Linked DNA regions of Sus scrofa: region 2 is linked to region 1. A link is a contact called in public HiChIP or PLAC-seq data. All regions are on one chromosome and are shown on one strand. Each heading gives the region's core, a stretch centred on a gene start, on an enhancer-like site or on the middle of the called end of the contact. The rest is flanking DNA. Distances are from core to core; before and after follow the strand shown.

Region 1 (5,650 bases), core at 887-3,386:
CTGTGCTGGGTTTGGGATCAAACCCTCACCTCTGCAGGGGCCAGAGCTGCTGCAGTTGGATTCCTAACTTGCTGCACCACAGCGGTAACTCCTGGGCAAAATGTTTCTGCTGGGATGCCCAGAGTGGGCGGTGAGGTTCTGGAATGTGGTAGCGTGAAACTTCCCCAATAGAAGAATGTGGAAAAGCATTCTAATGAAGAGAGAACGTCTTCTCATCGAAGTATTTACAGAAGATGGTCTAAAAGAATGGCAGGTTGTTTGCTAACCCAGAGCACCAACAAATCTGTTGGACCTTGAACGTGACATATGATGTAAAGAAAAGGGTACAGTGTTCTGGAAGGTACAGTAAGCAAATACAGTTTAGACTAGAGCCAGCAGAGGGAAGCTGTCAGAGATCTCCCTGACATTGGAAGGGAGAAAATGTTAAAGGAAGATGTTTTTCTGCTCCATACCAAGAGGACAGAGTAGCCGTAGCCCTGGAAGTGACAGTGCTGCGAGATTAGAAGGCTAGTGGATGGGCTACTAACCTCTGAGACATGTTATTTATAAGCCAGACCCTAGAGGGATTGTTTGACCTTGTAAAGAAATGTCAGTTCAGCCTGGGGAAGTTTTTGGTAGATTTCCCAGGAGATTGTCATTAGTGTTCATAGATGCTTAGCAGCAAAAGCATAGAAGGTCGTAAGGACTCACAGGCAAAGCTGCTCTTGGTTTGGTCCTGCCTTGATGGAAAAGTAGGTGTATTTAGAACTCTCTTTTCCTCCCTTCCTTCATCTACTATTAAGGTAAAAGAAAAGAGTCTTAGACAGAATGCAAGTGAAGAAAATGTTGCAAGAAGGGAGTCGTCAGTTACAGCCAAGGCTGCTAAGGGATCAGATAACCTAAGGACTGAGAGTTAAGGATTTGAGGAGGCTGGAGTTTACTGGTGACACTGTGTCAGTGGCGCAGTGGGGAGAAAGGACTGACCGAGGTGAGTTCATGTTCAGATGGGAGTGAGGCAAGGGGAGACTGAAAGTCTCAACAGCTCTTAGGACTAGTTTCATTGCAAGAGTTAGGGAGAAATGGAATGGTAGCTGAAGAGGCATTTAAGCTCTCAAGGGAGGGATTTTAAAAGAGAGAGACAGCATAGCCTATTTGTATTCTGTCAAGAAGGATCAAGAAGACAGTTGAAAATGGGTAATTGTAGAGAGGGAAGAGTTACAGGAGCAAAGTTCTTAATTGCACATCCTCTGCTTATATTATTTTGTGGAAGTAACCTGCATCTTGCTGTAATTAACCTGAATTCTAAAGTCAATTTATTAGATTGACATGAGTTTTAGGAAAAAGGATACATAATGGAAAAGGAAAGAAAATGCCAAAAGCAATAGATACAGATCTAGGATTGACAACGAAAGGCAAACAAAGGTTCAGTAAAATTTGGGTTCCATTGAGAATTTTAAAAATGATACCAGCGTTAATACGAATCTGAGATCAAACATCGCTCCTTCATCACAGACTAGAATGTACAGAATAGGTCAAAACAAGAGATAAGCCCCAAATACTTTGTATTTGTTGTTGTTGTATTTCTTTTTTCTTTTTTCTTTTTTTTGACTGCATCCTTGGCATGTGGAAGTTCCTGGCTACTGATCCTTAACCCATTGTGCCACAAGGGAACTCCATGTATTTATTGTTTGAAGACATTCTTTTACATTTGAGCATTGATAAATATTGCATTTTAGAAATGCAGAATACTTGAAGGGCAAGGCCATAACCACTCTGTGAAAATCTAACCATAGAGCTTAAAAAAAGAGAGGGACTTGTTTCCTGCTTCCTATACCTGAGCTTGTCCTTTCTCCATGTAGTAGAGGAACAGGTAATAGCACCTCAAGGCCCAGGAATGAGCCTTGGGCAGGGTGTGGTGACTGGTGGCTTTGAAACAGTCAGAACTAAAGAGCCAGCTGCGTATTTCACTGTTGCCCAATTTTCTTCCCTGACTTCTATCCTGTCCTTCTTTACTACTTTATGTAATAAAGGTCTCTTGGTTTGTTTTCTCCCCCTTTCCCTGTTTTTGTTTCTTGCTGGGTACCCGCCCCCCCCTCCCCGATGTCTGTGACTGTAATAAAAGCAACTGCCCAGCAGGAAAAGCTCAGCTTGTTTCCTGTGCTGCCAATTTTCTTTCCTGGAAATGCAATCGCCGTAGTCCAGTCTACTAGAATTTTACAAAACATATTTATTGCATCAAGAGTTTTTATTATAATGGAGACCTGAAAAATAACTTACTCTGGGTCATAAATGCATTATTCCTGACTTAAATCATTTTGTATGAATAGATCCTTGAGTTTCAAGTACCTTTCCTCCCCAGTGTTTGACTAGGTCATGTTACTGCTGTTAAGAAAGCAACATCCTCGTTTGGGCGTGTAATTTCTTTGGTCATCTCCTTTAAAAGTGTTGTTTGTCTATTATTTTTAGATGAAGCATCTTCCCAAGCCATGCCTTATTTTCCAGCACTCATTCAGGAATTTCAGAGGGCCGTGGCTGTGGGCAGTGCTGAAATGCTCACACCCCATTTCTTCCTACGGGCTGTTGCTTTTCTCAGCAGCCCACAGGAAGAAGCCACGGTGTATTTTTAGTCCTAGGCCATTTATATTTGGAAAAGGAAATACAGGCATCGCAGTGATTGCCGCCGAGCTGGTTAGAGGTTCTGACCATCGCTTCTGACCATTGAAGGCAGATGGAGCTTTGCTCCCTTGAAACTCCTCTTTGTTTCACCACGTCTCTCCTGCTATCAGCTTTCCTGCTCGTTGATGTGTGCGATGTCTTATTTCAGGTCCTGGTGCATTTTGTCACAGACTCGCTTCTTCTGTCCACCTTATGCATAACTGTCCTCTTTTAGTTTGCCATTCGGTGGAATCCTGGTGTCATCTGCCATATGACCAGAATAGTCTAGAACAGTCCCAGGCAGCTCATGTATACAGTTGTCTTGGCTTCTTGAGTGACCGAACTACCACAGCCTCCTTTGGTATAGATTCCTCTTTTAAATCTGAATTTGATTTTTATCAGCAAACCCTCTAGGTCCTTAATCTTTTCTTTTTAATGAGGTTTTACTGTTGCTTATTGGGAAGCAGGACCGGGCAGACTGTTGCTGACTTTTGGCGTATTATTCTTGAATTTGAACTTTGATAGGACTTGAGGGTTTTGCTGCTGTTCTTGTAAAACAAAGACAAGAACTGGTTGCGTAGTGAGAAAGAGCCAATATTTCTGGAAACCTGATTTTTAAACAGGAGTTTGGGCATGACACATGTTTTTCTAAATGCGTATTTTTACTCTTAACTTTGCTTATGGTATCTTTTGGGCATATAAACGTTTTACATTTTTAGGTGATCAAACATGTCTATCTTTTTTACTTCCAGGCTTCTGGTTTTAGTGTGAGACGTGTCCTCTGTCCCCTAGATTTCCACGTAGTCACCAAAATGTTCTTCTGAGATTTATTGGGTACATGTACGTTTTTAATACACTTGGAATTTACCTTTGGATTTGTTGTGAAATTAGGATACAAGTTCCTTTTATTCTAAATGAATAGCCAGTTATGCCAGCACTAGTTATTACATAAACCATTCATTCCCACAGAATTGAAATACTCCCTTTAGCACATATTAAATTATGATATATACTGAGAAAAAATAAATAAGAGTTCCGAATATTTTATACAGATATTTAGTCATTTGTTGTTTGTTTTTAGCAGATTTTCAGTAAGGAGTAGAAACTTACCTGTATTTTTTCGCTTCTGGACATGCACAGAAAGTTGAATGGATTCCATCAAAAAATGGCTTCTTAGACTCTTGTTTATCTGAAATACCTGTAGTCAGTCAATTCCTCTGTTTCCTCTGGTACAGACTGAGCTTGTTCTAAAATGTGATAACAGTAACTGGCTCAAGAGAGGAGAAGGAAATTATTTGTATCATTAAGAGAATTCTTAGAAAAAGAGAAAACTCTAAGTTCCTTGTAAACTGTAAAATGTCAAGGAGTGAGTTTGGCTTCTCCGTCCTCCACGCAGTTAAGTAGTAAATAAAAGTACAAGAGGGGGAAGTTCCCGTTGTGGTGCAGCGGAAACGAATCCAGCTAGGAACCATGAGGTTGTGGGTTTGATCCCTGACCTCCCTCAGTGGGTTAAGGATTCGGCATTGCCATGAGCGGTGGTGTAGGTCACAGACATGGCTTGGATCTGGCATGGTTGTGGCTGTGGTGTAGGCTAGCAGGTGTAGCTCCAATTAGACCCCTAGCCTGGGAACCTCCATATGCCACCCATGCAGCCCTAAAAAGACCAAAAAAAAAAAAAAAAAAAGTACAAAAGGGAAAAAGAAGAGAAAACGTATAGACAGCAGAGGGGATCCACAGTAAGAGAGAGATGATGCTTCATTCAGAGGTAGACGTTAGGTAGTAAAGGTACAGAAATCCAGCCAGTAGATAAAACAGATTGAGCAAGAGGTTAGCCTAATGGACTTTGTGTCCATGCTTTTATAAAGTGATACCTAGCACACCATTTTAATTTGCGAGGTCAAATTCCTCCTCAAGTAAAGTGGTCTCATTTGTATTTAAATAGAGATGTGCTTAAATGTGATATATTACTAGGATAGAATTTAGTCGAATGTAGTTGCTGCATTTGTTTTCACCACACCTGAGAAGTTTTCTCCCATAATATGTAGCACGTTCTACATTGACATATTGGATTTTGAAATTGAGTGTATTTCCTTTCCTCTGTGGTTTTCTTTTTTTTCCTCTCTGGAAGTAATGTTCTACTTAAATGTAAAACTTCTAATTTCACATAGTACAGGTGCTGTTATGCTACAAGGAAATTCTTACTTTACATATTAGATTGCAGGTATTTATAGGATTATCTTGATGATGTTTGAACGTATATACTCATTGCAAGAAACCTTTGGGTTTTGGATGGGTATATAGATAGGGAGATATCTATCTAGATCTAAATCAAGGCCTATAGAGAGATTTTTTTGCAAATGGGCCTTTTATCCAAGGGCTCTTAAGATCTGGAAATAACAAACGAAAGAAGGAAGACTATGAGATCCAAGAGGGAAACTTGGTCTTAGAATCTTTGCCAGCACTGTTTTAAATTGGCTTTTTAATTATTTACAACTCTCTGGCTGTGGTTTCTGTTCCCTGTTTTTTCTTACTCCCTTAATAATAATTCTTTTTGTATTCCAAGCTGTGTTACCATTTTCTCAGCCCTTTCTTTCTGCTTGGGTTCCATTGTTAAGGGAGACTTTGATGAACTGCTCTTCCACTTTGTGTTCTTTAGAGAAGAACACATTGATATTTGTCTTTCTATCTAATAAATAAAAGAAGAGCTACCAGTTTACAGAGTAAGAATCACATGCTTGATCTTTCCTCCAGCCACCTTTATGTGGGGGGAATGCTACTTTGATCATTGGCTGATTGTATGTATTTTTCATGACCAGGTGAATTCATCTTCTTTTTTTTTTTTTTTCCTTTCATTACTTCATTCATTCCACAATTTTTAATAGATCATTTGTATAGCCAGGACTGTCGCTATAATGATTTTAAAATAACTTCTCTTAAAAGCCAGCTGTAATTTACAACACACTAGAACACCACTGTTCACACTGTGAGTCATTTTCCTGATGGTGAATTTTTTTTT
Region 2 (5,650 bases), core at 1,072-3,571, 750 kb before region 1:
CATTTTTATCACTATACAGGCAATGTGGTGACAGCCCTGGCGAATGACAGGGGCTAGAACATGCTTACATCTTTTTTTTCAAAAGTATAGAAGAGACTGATTCACAACAGGGATCAATACAACTTTGCTGCTCTTACTGAATCCACATCCTAGTCCTCTCTCTACCATAGTTAGCAACATACCAACACTTTTTGCAAGCAAGTAGCTTTCTTTGGCTCTGTCCTAAAGCATCCTGAAACAGGAAGTCCTAGAGTGTTCCTAAAACGGTCTGTAAGATTGTCGGCTATGTTCTGCATACTCACAGAACCAAGGTTGTTTGGCTGAATTTCAAAATGTATTTCGGATTTTAAAATATGTTTCCATGAAAAAAGAAATGCAGTTCAATTATATTTCAAATCTTTGATTTTTTTTTTTAATCAAATACACTCCATTCATCCTGAGCTTGTTCCGTTTTCACTAACTTCTATTAGAAAACCAACACCCTATAGACGGGCTTTGCTTCAGATGTCTTTGTTCGTCAGTGGGAAAATAGTCATCAGGACATTCAAAGGGCATCAAAATGTTCAGAAGTGCCAAATGGGACCTTTGTGGCGATGTTCAATTTTCCATAGATTTTTCCCTGAGTGCTTGTAAATATCTTTGAAAAGCCATCTGAATTGTATCACCGTATTTCGGGGGGAAATGTTTGCCTTTTTCTCAGCTGAGATATTTCTGTAAACAATGGGTCCCCATGAGAAAGCCAGATTCCCCGTGTGGTTGACTAACAGTTTGCTGTATTAGCCAAATTGGAGAGTTTGGCGATATTGTATTCCTCTCTCTCTGACAGGAGTTATTTCTTCCTTTTAACAAAATGAAATTATGTCAGAGTTATACGTAAAATCAAAAACAAGCTTCTCACTTTGGACCTCACAGTTTGAGAAACCTTTGGGTCCAGTGTCTTTATGATGTCTCTACGTCCTGTATTTAACATCTACTGAGTTAAAGGTCTAAGGCTAAAGTTCCCCTGACATGAAAGAATCAGATGAAAATAGAAGGATGGGAGGGGTCTACTTGGAATATCTTCTCTATACAGGACTCAGTCGATTTTGATTCCTTAAATAGTACCCATTTTATATTTCCTCTCAAGGGATGTTTAAGCACATTCAATTTGAAAGCATAAAAGATGGTATTTACTAAGGAGTGTTTTTAAAAAGCAAGACACTAGTTTAGGCACTTTCACAAGCAGTGCATTATTTAATCGTGATGGTACACCTTCTGCAGGCGTGTGAAGGAAACATCAATCCAAGCCGTTACTTTTTATGGCCAATTCCATTATCTCCTCTCCTGTAATTTGTCTGCATTTCTTCTTTGCCTCCCTTCCCTTAATGCTAAAGTCCTCATTCTTACCTTGGTTGGAACACACACATCAAGTGGCTTTGACACTCAGGTGCAATTACCAATGATGCATTTGCCTCCATGCAAATGTCAGAAGGTAGCAGAGGAAAGGTTACCTCCCCGCACTGCAGGGATAATAGCTCTGCAAAGTGCCAAAGCGCTATTCACTCCGCGTCCCTTTCGGTTCCAATTCCAGAGAGGTTTCTCGCATCCGTCACAGAAACTGATCCCTAAATCTCCGTCTCCTGGGACAGTCGCACTAATTGGCAATGCCAGGTTTTGTTTTCTCTGAATGCTCAGGCAAGTTCCCTATGAAAATATTAGGTGGGTCTGACTTCAGAGGACCCCTTCTTGAAGGGTGTTCATGTCTGCCTGGTACAAAGCTTCAGTCTTTAGAGCAGGTCGGTCATCTCTGTCCAGGGTCTCAGGGGTGGAAAGTCAGGGGCAAGTGCCATCTGGATTCATTATGAGTGTCTGCAATCCCTACCTCTTTCACCCTCTGAAGATCCGTTTTTCCCTGTCTTTAATTATCCCATTAAGGAGAAGAACAGGTGAGGCCAGAGGCATTTGTGGGGTCTTGGATGGAGAGTGGGAGGCAGGAAAACAAGGAGAGAGAAAGAGGGAGGAGAGGGAGGAGAACGAGGTCTCAGCTCTGGATGTCGCTGCTGTTTTGCTCCAGTTTGGGGAGGAGGTAGGGACCCTCCTGCTGGCTTTCTCTCCAACGCAGCTGAGACCTTTGTGAAATCACTGCAGAGGCAGGGGCGGCAGGCACTATTTTTATCTCCAAATTGATTCAGCTGCAGAGGCTGCTGTGCCTCCGACTTCGTGGCTGCCGGGCCCTCCCCCTCGCCGTCCCCACCCCCGGCTTCCGCTCGCTTAGGAGACTTATCTTCAGCCCCCTCCGCTGCCGCTCCCTTCCCTCCCAGCTCGCCGGCCCCCGGGCCGGGCGAGGGCAGGGCTCTGCCAGATCCTGATAGTGACAGAAGCCGAGCGTGCCTGGGGCTCTGACAGCCCTCGGAGGCGCGCCAGGCAGCCGAGAGCCACTCGGGGCCCGCGCCAGCCTCTAATTGTTCACCCTCCAATTTCCCCTGCCCTTGGGAACCGAGGTCCACAAAGAAATTTCAGCAATTGAAATGCAGCGCGCCGGGAACATGTGCCAAACGCGCCCCATCCGACGAAGGTCTGGGCCTGCAGATGCTGTTGCTGCGAGGAAAGGACATTTTGAGGCCGGCCTTTTCAACGTCTCCTCCTTCCCAGGTTGAAGGGCCTCAAACAAGCTTTTGGAGAAGACGACTTGCCAGAAGGGCCTGGGGAGACAGCCCTGTTTGGGAAAACCAAGGCAGGCCAGGGCTGGAGGCGCCACCTCCGTTTTGAATGCTTGTGTGTGGAGCCGCCCTTCCTTTGCACCTCCCTGAAATGCACGGAGCTCTTTCACCACCAGATCTTCATCCTCTGTGCCTAGTGAACAGCCAGTTGGTCCTCAGAAACACTGTTTCCGTAGGATCACTGAGTGGGGACTTGTTTTAAAAAGCATGTCTTCGTAAGCTGAGGATGAGGTTGTCTCTGAGGCTCCTTGGTTAAGTATCTAAACGCTGAGACTTAACATGGGTCTTGTGCTGAGGCTGGGGCCCCACAGAGCCTGAAGAATTTGGAGAGGTTGTGGGTGGGCAGGCGGGTGGGTTAAGTGAGTGACTTTCACTTAGGGCAGGCCATGATAATGTTACCAAGTCCAAGTTCATACCGCTTCCCACGCAACAGGCCAGTATATCAAGAGACAAGTTATTGCCTTCCTGAATAGTGACTTTATTCAGAAAGCTGGCAAATCGGAGTTCCTGCGGTGGCCCAGTGGTTAAAGAATCCGACTAGGAACCATGAGGTTCCGGGTTCGATCCCTGCCCTTGCTCAGTGGGTTAAGGATCTGGTGTGGCCGTGAGCTGTGGTGTAGGTCGCAGATGCGGCTCAGATCCCACATTGCTGTGGCTGTGGTGTAGGCCGGTGGCAACAGCTCCAATTCGATCCCTAGCCTGGGAACCTCCATATGCCTCGGGAGCAGCCCTAGAAAAAGGCAAAAAGACAAAAAAAAAAAAAAAAGAAAGAAAAGAAAGCCGGCAAATTGAGAAGATGGTGGACGCTTGTCTCAAAGGACCAACTTGCCCGAGTGGAGTTAGAATTCAGGCTTCTTTTATACTAAAAGGGGAGGAATAAAGTCCAACACAGCCTCTGGAGGGGATGTGTTAACTTCTTCCTTCCTGCAGTCATTCGCAAGTGGGCCTGGTCAGGTGGTTTCCTATGAGCTCAACAAAGGTAATTTAGCTTAATGCTCATTACCTTGGAGGCATAGTTCCCAGAGAAGGGTCATTATGTATAATTAAGTTTATGATCAACATCCTTTGAGTGATTACAGGATACAGAGTTCCTTCCCTATTACAATAGTCTCAGCAAATGTTGGATATGGTAGTCAGTGTTCTAGAAGCAAAGCCGTGGATCCCACTAGAAGGAGCCTATTGCCTAGTAGGAAAGATGGAGTATGAGCAAATCCAAAATGCACAGTATGAAACACAAGCCCAGATGTGAGATAGAAGGTGAAAGGGAAGATGCTAGGTTAAGGGTGCAAATGCAGACTTTAAGGATAAAGCAACCTGTGTACTAGATGATAATACATGGGTATTATTTGGACATAAAATGAAAGAGAAGAACAGAAATTAGGTCTGTGTCATCCAACACAGCAGCTCCTAGCTGCATGTGGCTACTTAAATTTAAATCAATTAAAACAAAATCAAATATTTAGTTCCTCAGTCACACTAGCCTATATTCAAGTACCAGATAATCAATCGCTTGTGGCTGGTGGCTACCATATTGGATAGTGCATGTCATTTTTCTCACTGCAGAAAGTTCTTTTGGACATGCTGCTCCAAAGTAAGAAAACAGTATGAACAAAGGCACTGAGGTATAAAAAACTCAGGTTAAGTAAAAGGAACAGGTAGTAGCTTGGAGTACCTGGAGTAGTTACTAGAGTTGCATAAAAGGGAGCAAACAGAAATGAGAAGACCAAAGGATGCATGCTACCAAATATGAGGCTCAGACATTTAAACATATTTTGCTGGAAATAGGTCATTTTCAAAGGACTTCAAGCAGGGAGGTGACATGAGCAAAACCATGTTCCTGAAAGATATATATAAAGGCTGTGTATAAGATAGTTTTGAGTGTTGTGTTTGGTTTATCTATTTGCATGTGTATTGTTCAATTCTCAAAACAGGTCTGTGGGTAGGCAGAGCAGGTAGTATAGAAAAAAGTGTCCATTGTCATTAGAGAAATGGAAGAACCATGAAAAGAGTCACACACACACACACACACACACACACACAAAACAAAACTATCTGTGACAAACAGCTTTCTTCTTCCACCACACAGCCCCATGGGCGAATTTCTTCTTGTATCAAGAGCTACTGATATATGTTATAGTCCCTTTTGGGAGTTGAACTACAGTATTAGATACTAATAACCCTGAAGAGGAGGCAAAGTTCGTGTGACAGAGTAGCTTCAAATTTGACATAGGAAAGACAAAAATCACAACAACAAATTGGAGCCGTTGAACAGAAAAAGGTAGGGAGGGTTTACTGGGACCACTAGGGCTGCTGTAGGCTATGAAAACAGCGCCCCCTGGAGTTGGTCATGCACAGCAACTGGAAGAGAAAAGAGCAGGGTCTCATCAAAATGCAGACAAAAGTAAAGCCCTAGAACACTATTGAAGATCAAGCATGATGCAAGGATTCCTAAAAGAAAAAAGTTCTTAGAGACCTTCAAATCAAACCTCTTGGATGACTTTAAACTCAGAGTTTGGGAAGAGCCTAGGTCACGTCAACTCAGGACTGCTTTCTCTTCTCTGCATCCGCCTGGGTAAAGAACTCTGATCCTAAATTTTCTCATCTGTAAATCTAAACAGAATTCTATTTCTCAGGACTGTTGAAAGGACTCAGTGTGACCCTGTATAAACTGTAGTAGATGCTCAGAATTCAGTTGGACTTAACTGAAGACGGGTGTATGTGTTTTAAAATGTACACAAAAAGGCAAAGGGGCTATTCCGGTTCCAGATCAGGAAACATAAAGAATGTTTATCAGACTGCCATAAAGTCTCCATCCCAGGTCCCCACAAATTATCATCCCTCTCAAAAAAAAAAATTTTTTTTTCCCCAGCTCCCTGGTGAGAGATAGTAAATTGACAGAATAGTGCCTGTTTCCCTGCCATCAGTCTAGTTGTGGATGTGAAATACAAATA

What was found. HiChIP or PLAC-seq counts read pairs in DNA pulled down with a chosen protein or histone mark.
Region 2: a contact with region 1 is called in an H3K27ac HiChIP or PLAC-seq map of skeletal muscle, with 7 times the contacts expected there. The contact joins two enhancer-like sites. A contact is called at or near these places in 2 of 47 Hi-C or Micro-C datasets (embryonic fibroblasts and fetal skeletal muscle) and 1 of 2 datasets of contacts at active chromatin or transcription factors (skeletal muscle).

The regions. Positions count from the first base shown.
Region 1 is chr11:46,145,122-46,150,771 of Sscrofa11.1, reverse strand. All of the region lies in intron 3 of KLF12 (Kruppel like factor 12), which reads left to right. Among named protein-coding and RNA genes, the nearest start is that of KLF12, 160 kb to the left of the region's middle. Within about 2 kb of position 2,136, at least 7 of the 83 cell types and tissues checked have an H3K27ac peak or open chromatin away from gene starts, as enhancers often do. A contact at or near this core is called in fetal skeletal muscle and skeletal muscle, where this site is marked.
Region 2 is chr11:46,893,947-46,899,596 of Sscrofa11.1, reverse strand. No RefSeq gene overlaps it. Among named protein-coding and RNA genes, the nearest start is that of KLF12, 590 kb to the right of the region's middle. Within about 2 kb of position 2,321, at least 21 of the 83 cell types and tissues checked have an H3K27ac peak or open chromatin away from gene starts, as enhancers often do. A contact at or near this core is called in fetal skeletal muscle and skeletal muscle, where this site is marked.